Linked DNA regions of Mus musculus: region 2 is linked to region 1. Evidence: chromatin contacts called from public HiChIP or PLAC-seq data. All regions are on one chromosome and are shown on one strand. The core of a region is the stretch at or near the end of the contact, and the rest is flanking DNA. Distances in the headings are between cores, read along the strand shown. Region 1 overlaps Tmem150c (transmembrane protein 150C). Region 2 has its middle 47 kb from the start of Gm45913.

Region 1 (3,538 bases), core at 978-3,477:
AAAAGAAAAATAAATGTAGTCAAAGACCTTTTTCTATTTTCTGGTTGGTTGCTTAGTTGGTTTATTGAGAGAGAGAGTCTCATATAGCCCAGGCAGGTCTTGCACTCCTGATGTAGCTGAAGATGGCCTTGAATTCCTCATCCTACTTCCTCCATATCCCAAATATTGGAAATACAGTTGTATGTGTGCAGACATTCCTACTTAAAGAGTGTTTTCTTGCCAGGCGGTGGTGGCATACACCTTTAATCCCAGCACTTGGGGGGGCAGAGGCAGGCAGATTTCTGAGTTCAAGGCCAGCCTGGTCTACAGAGTGAGTTCCAGGACAGCCAGAGCTATATACAGAGAAACCCTGTCTCAAAAAAACAAAAAACGAAAAAAAAAAAGTTTTCTTAGTTAGAAAATAATAGATATGGCATGATATAGATAAATTAGACATTTAACCCAATTAAATTGACAAACAATTCTTAGGGTTTTGTTTGTTTGTTTTAAAATTTTTAAAGTAGTCATTTTCTCTTGCTAGGTACTTTATAGCCGTGGAAGATGACAAAATTTTGCCATTAAATTCAGCTGCAAGGTAAAGATTTCCTCTAGAGAATGCACTCACTGTTCCCCCAGAGTTACCAGTGACATTGTCCTAATCCGTGCCTCTGTGCTTTGTCATCTAGGAAATCGGGTGCGAAGCATGCTCCATACATCAGGTAACTCTGAGTCTGCCTGGCCTGTTTAAGGAAAGTGCATGTCAGATGCACCAAGTTACAGACGGGGACAGCCGGACCCTAAGGCTTTCCCCTCTTCCAGTTTTGCAGGTGACGACCCTCCTGCGAGCTGTGTGTTCAGTCAAGTAATGAACATGGCCGCCTTCCTAGGTAAGAGGAGCAGGGACAGAGAGCTTCCTGTGCTCTGATACATCTCTGCTTTAAATCTTCCTAAATCCTTATCAAAACAATGGGGTACCTGGCTGAAATTTAGTGTCAAGTCAAGTCAGTATGCTGAAGGCAGCTTTTGTTTTAAGGGCCCGTTTTCCCCCTCGTAAATCCTTTTGCATCCCCCCTGCCTCCCTCCAGCCCTCCTTCCTTTATGGTGCTCATCTCTTCCTTCATACTCCGAACTTTATTTCTTTTGCTGCGCGAGATAGCATATTTCACGTGTCATAAAATCTTGCTGAGACTGTAAGAGGGTGGCATGTGGTTGCTTTGAAAAGGATGCCTTATTTATTCCTTCCTTGGCGAAGACGGGTACGTACGTAGGCTCTGTGATGAATATCTCCCTTAACATTGACCCTAGCACGGCATCCTCCTGTGTGCCCACATACATCAGGCTGCCCTGTGAAAACATAGGTTTCACGAAAAGTACCATTTCTCTGGAGCCCAAAATCCTCCTTTAACATCCTGCCCCTGAGGATCTGAAAGTACTTACACAACCCTGCCAGTCCTCTGGGAACAGAGAAAAGCAGCCATGTTCTTCGTCTTGTTGAATATCACCTGCTCTTCTAAAAACACCCACGCATGTGCCTTTAAACCCTGAGAACAGAAGCAACTGAAGTCAGCCTGGTCTACATAGTAAGTTCCTGGCCAGCCTGGGCTACATTGAGAGCCCCTGTCTATAAATAAACAAGTAAATAAAGAAATAATCCAGTAAACCCATTCACTCATGGCCTACATGGCTACTAACAAACGCTCGCAGTTAACAGAGCACAAAGCCCCAACGGTGAACCTGAACAGCTGCGCCGAGGCCTCCCGCAGACCCTCTGTGATCACCGGATCACAGCGTGTGGGCGGGCCTATAGGCTGCCAGCCTCAGCCCTGAGCATCTCCCGGGGGCTCAGCACAGACATTGGCAGCCGTGATTTCTGCTCCAGACCCATGGCTGAGTGTTTTCCCATCTCTGCCTCATTTCCTCACAGTACACAGGAGCTTTCCCTCTCGCAAAGGCTGCCACAGCTGTCCTCCACGGGGCTTCAAGGAAACCAGCGAGCATGCCGCGAAGCTCCACATTATTTCCTTGGTATACTCTGCACAAATTGATACGTCCCAGTAGTCTTTGGGATAGGCTCTAAAAACTGCCAGTTTGCAACAACTTACGTGTCCCGTGGTCACAAAACCTGCGATTAACAAATTATAAAAGCATTTGCAGAAGCAAGCTGTGCAAACGACACCCTCTTCCAGGTGCATCGTCCCCTCATTCTCTGGCTCTCCCTGCGCCTAGAAGAACAAGTAAGCTTTTACCAGCCTTTGCTGGAAGGTGTCAGAGTGGTCTGTGTTCAGCCGTTGTTACCAATCATCATGCTTGATGCCAGCTGGTGGACGCAAAAACTGATTGAGATTGGTGTTCAGTGAGAGCAACGCCGCAGTCACTTATTTATCAACTGAGAGTGGAAAAGAATCTTTTTTTTTCTTTAAAGATTATTGTTGTGTATGGTAGCTGCTTTCTTCTCCCCAAGGCTGGTCCCCAGTAGACCTCAAGCTATCACTTTAAGCTCTCCAGCTGCCTTTAAAAATAGCTTTCACTGCTTATAAAGTCGCTGCTTTTGACAGCCGTATAGGCAGTAATTTATAATCTGAAAGAGAGTCCATGTGGCACTTATTAAAATTAGTTAGCGGGGATCTTTTATCTTTTTGACAGACTAATCAAAGATTAAATGCTCGGTTATTCTCTTCACAGAATTAGCTGCCTTCTCTGTCCTGAATGTACACTTTCCTCTCCACTGGGGGCAAGGACCCAAGACAAATGTGTTAAAAAGAGCATTACCTTGCCCTGGGGAGGATGAGAGGGTACTGCAAATAGCTAAGTGATCCCAGCCACCTAACAGCAGCCGCCCTCCCACCCCCCTTCAGCCAGAGCATCCTGGCTGCTGTGCTTTCCCGCAGCCATAAATAGGAATCGCTGATGGATAAACAGTAGAATTAACAAAACAGAAGTCAGCCGCGTGCCAGCTGAGGATTGTGACGGGGAAATGTTATTCTGAGTTCCCCGACTGGAAAACTCCAATCAGTCCTTAGACATTTCATTTTTCAACGTCAGCTATGTTTCTAATTGTGATCTTTTATAGAGAGGAAAATTAGAGAGGGGACTCCCATATAACAGCAACAACAACAACAACAACTTATGTAGGTCCCAAAATAGCAGAGGGGTAGGTTTTAAAGTTCTCATTCTAAAGCTGTTTAATACAAATATAAATTTCTTTCATTACATCTTGTTTGGGGGCGGGGGAGGTAGTTTACACATGTCACATGTATGTGAAGGTCGGAAGACAACTTTCAGAGGTTAGTGCTCTCCTACCATGAAAGACCTGGGGATTGAACTCAGGTTCTCAGGCTTAGTGGCAAGTGTCTTCACAAGCCATCTCACTGGCCCCCAAGTCAGTCATTTTTAATGAAACTTAAAAGTATACTTACTAACCTATTAGGGGATAGAGAGATGGCTCAGATGTTAAGAGCACTGGCTGCTCTTCTTGAAGACGGGGGTTCAAGTCCCAGGATCCACATAGTGGCTCGAAACTAGCCAGTCCCAAGGGCACCTGACACCTCCTCTTCTGAAC
Region 2 (3,620 bases), core at 125-2,624, 260 kb before region 1:
GCAGTGCAATACCACATATGCTGTGCAATACCATACATGTAGTGCAGCACCATGCATGCTGTGCAGTACCACACATGCAGTGCAGTGCCATGCATGCTGTGCAGTGCCACACATGTAGTACAGTGTCATGCATGCAGTGCGGCACCATGCATGCAGTGCGGCACCAAGCACGCAGTGCAGTACCATGCATGCAGTGCAGCACCACACATGCAGTGCAGTACCAAGCATGCAGTGTGGTACCAAGCATGCAGTGAGGCTCCATGCATGCAGTGCAGTACCAAGCATGCAATGGAGTAATTTGCCCTCATTCCTCTCAATGGCACCTGCCTTTTACTGTGCCCCAGAATACACATAGCCACTGTGAAGGCAGATACAGGAGTCCCTGGTGCCCCTCTGTGCTGGAAGCAGTGGTTGTCTAGAGTGGATAGCTGGAGTGAGCTTCAGTCTGTGGCAGGGAAGATAAGGAGTGTGGTGGACAAAAATGGCAGAGGGGAGAGGTCTTCGGACTGGCTGATGCCACAGTCCATCTCTGAGAATGCCGTAAAGATGAACAAGCTGCACCCAGACCTTGGGGTTCATTGTCTTTGTTGGCTTCTTTTCCACTGAGTCCCTCAGGTTGTGGAGGAGCCTCCCAGAGCATCAGAAGCACCCAAAGACAGAGCATCTCTCTCTTCCCTGCAGGCTTCCTCGGGTAAGCAAGGCTTAGCAGACAGGCAGCTCTGCATGGGATCCCTGAATCTGTATCAGCTGCACAGCCTTGGACAAATTCACATCTGAGAGCCTGTGTTTCCCACCTGTAAAAATGAGTATGTTAATACCACATTCTCATAAAAACTATGAAGATAAATTAAGTGAGATTATATATATATATGTTATATATATATATATATATATATATATATATATATATATATATATATATATATATAAAACGCATCAGGCCCACAGTGCTGTGCCTGGCTCTTGGTTGGCATTAAGTAACCACAGCGGTCATAGCAGTCCCTTTTATAGTGGGCCAGGCTTATCTGGCTGTTGCTAGGTAACTGTGGGGGGGGGGTGGAGTTTAGACAAAATGCTAACAGTATTGTTGGACCTGATGCTGGCCCCTTGCCTTTAGTGAGACCCTGAAAGGCTTCCCTGAGCATGATCGGATGGGCACAGAGCTCAGCTCAACTTCCTCTCTTGTTTCGGCATTGGAAATAAAGGCTCCTTCTCAAAATTCCCCAAAAGGGATGGGCACAAGCCCTCTGTACCCCCTCCTTTCCTCAAAGTCTTCTCTTTCTCTCCATCTTCCTCTTTCCTTCTTCCAAGTGATCAGCAGTACCGGAAGTGGAGGGTCATTATGCTTGAGTGACAGGCTACTTGGCTGATGTCATCCTAGTCTAGAGAGCACAGACAATAACAGTTGCTGTAGATACAGGGCGGGATGATTTCTTTGGATCTCTCAGGCTCTCAGCTTTGACTTGTTTGCCTACCTCCCTTCTCCCAAGTCATCACTTAAGAGAGACCTTTAATGATCAATGAAAGCGCTAAAAACGGAAAAGCAGGGACCACGCCTCCCTTGAAGGCCTGCCAGTCCCAGGCTGTTAGAGCAACCCCTGCATTTTTAATAGGGACAAGGATAGAAGCCAGCAGATTACAGCAGAACCAGAGGTGACAGTGTGCATTTTTGCTGGGTGAATAGTCCCAGAAAGTATAACTATAGCTTGAGGCTGACATTATTAACTTAAAAGAAAAACCTGAGGAAGGTCGTGGTGGACTACTCTGTAATGAAGAAGTGAAAGCTGCAGAGAGAGAACCAGGGCCGGAATCCCCACCTTACTGGTTAGTGCAGCTTTAGATTCTTCTATTTATAATTGAAAACCTCAGCTTCTTTGTCTCTGGAAAAACAAACAAACCAACAAGAGTAGTAATACATATGCCGGCTACGGGGCATATGTCAAAGTGCTCGCCAAGGACAGCCACTCAATCCTATCTATTTTACCTCCAAAGAAATGGGGACAAGGGGAGAGGGGACTTTGTGTAATTGTAAATCAAGGAGAGACATGGCTTTAAAATTTTTAAGTTCAAATATTTGAGCACAATTGTGACGTAACAATTGCTCGGAAAAGCCAGTGATACATTGGGCGAAAGGTGACAGACACAGGTGTGTTGCCTGTTTTGGTTTTGTTTGTTTGTTTGGGTTTTTTTGTTTTGTTTTGTTTTGTTTTAAAGGATCTACAAAAGAAAGTGTGCTCGGGTGGCATTTTCTCCTGCATTTATTCCGACTTTCTGTATTCTCTACCTTCTGGTCCTTCTGCCCTACATTTCACTGAAATGACAAAGTCTTGTGGTTAAGAGTATGGGCTTCAAGCCAGGGACATGCCTGTAGCACTTGTTGGCGTGGAAACAGGAGGATTGTAAGTTCAAAGCCAGCCTGGGCTATAGAGTGATCTGCAGACCTGACAACTATATATAAATCCTGTTTTGAAAACAAACAAACAAACAAACAAACAAAGAGTGTGGACTTTGAGGGCAGAGGGTCTGGGCCTGGAAGTCTGCCCAGAAAATGTAGCCAGGGCCAAAAACTCCTTCTCCCTCTCCTTAGTGTCTCCAGCTATACCATGGGACCGGCACGAGACCACAAGAACCAGGCTGCAACTGGAACGAAGTGAAGCAATGCAGCCAAAGTTGGGCCTGCTGTTTGTTCGTTCCACATGGAACACCCCACCTTCTGGGGCCACTCATGAAGTCCTTCCCTCACTTAGCTGGGGTGAGGGCTTCCTCTGGAGGGTGAGGTTTGCAGCCAGGTCCCCCACCCCGCTGTGGGAAACCCTCTGCGTGTCAGAAAGCCTGGTTAATGGCAGAGCATTTGTCTCTGACTTCATTTCCCTGGGCAATCGTTTGGGGACCTCACTAAGCAGGCCCTGTCCTCCTAAACGCTGTTATATGTGGAGGATAGTGTGCAGCTACATGTAAACTACTAATTTGTCTGCTTTTTTGTCTTCCTTCCTTCCTTCCTTCCTTCCTTCCTTCCTTCCTTCCTTCCTTCCTTCCTTCCTCTTTCTTCTTTCTTTCTTTCTTTCTTTCTTTCTTTCTTTCTCTCTCTCTCTTTCTTTTTTTCTTTTTTTCTTTCCTCCCTCCCTCCCTCCCTCCCTCCTTCCTTCCTTCCTTTCTTTTTATTGAATAGTTTCTTTATTTACATTTCAAATGTTATCCCCTTTCCTGGTTTCCCCTCCGAAAAACACCGTCCCCCCCCCCCCTCCGGCTCACCAACCCACCCACTCCCACTTCCTGGCTCTGGCATACCCCCACAATGGGGCATAGAGCCTTCATAGGACCAAGGGCCTCTCCTCCCATTGATATCCAACTAAGCCATCCACTGCTGCATATGCAGCTGGAACCATGAGTCCCACCATGTGTGCTCTTTGATTGGTGGTTTAGTCCCAGGGAGCTCTGGGGATACTGGCTAGTTCATATTGTTGTTCCTCCTATGAGGCTGCAAACCCCTTCAGCTCCTTGGGTCCTTTTTCTAGATCCTTTCCTGGGGACCCTGTGCTCCGTCCAATGGATGGCTGTGAGCATCCACCATGTCTGTATTTGTGAGGCACTGGCAGAGCCTCTCTGGAGAGAGCTATATC

What was found. HiChIP or PLAC-seq counts read pairs in DNA pulled down with a chosen protein or histone mark.
Region 2: a contact with region 1 is called in an H3K4me3 HiChIP or PLAC-seq map of embryonic basal ganglia, with 4 times the contacts expected there. The contact joins two enhancer-like sites. A contact is called at or near these places in 4 of 115 datasets of contacts at active chromatin or transcription factors (embryonic basal ganglia, embryonic forebrain, embryonic stem cells and 1 more).

Annotation. Positions count from the first base shown.
Region 1 is chr5:100,090,095-100,093,632 of GRCm38.p6, reverse strand. Tmem150c (transmembrane protein 150C) reads left to right here. Exons shown (of 8, transcript NM_001382851.1): 3 at 521-574; 4 at 666-698; 5 at 799-866. Tmem150cos (transmembrane protein 150C, opposite strand) reads right to left here. Exons shown (of 5, transcript NR_045993.1): 2 at 1,417-1,520; 3 at 1,244-1,323; 4 at 622-719. Among named protein-coding and RNA genes, the nearest start is that of Tmem150cos, 14 kb to the right of the region's middle. Within about 2 kb of position 2,227, at least 60 of the 459 cell types and tissues checked have an H3K27ac peak or open chromatin away from gene starts, as enhancers often do. A contact at or near this core is called in embryonic basal ganglia and embryonic forebrain, where this site is marked.
Region 2 is chr5:100,347,450-100,351,069 of GRCm38.p6, reverse strand. No RefSeq gene overlaps it. Among named protein-coding and RNA genes, the nearest start is that of Gm45913, 47 kb to the right of the region's middle. Within about 2 kb of position 1,374, at least 53 of the 459 cell types and tissues checked have an H3K27ac peak or open chromatin away from gene starts, as enhancers often do. A contact at or near this core is called in embryonic basal ganglia and embryonic forebrain, where this site is marked.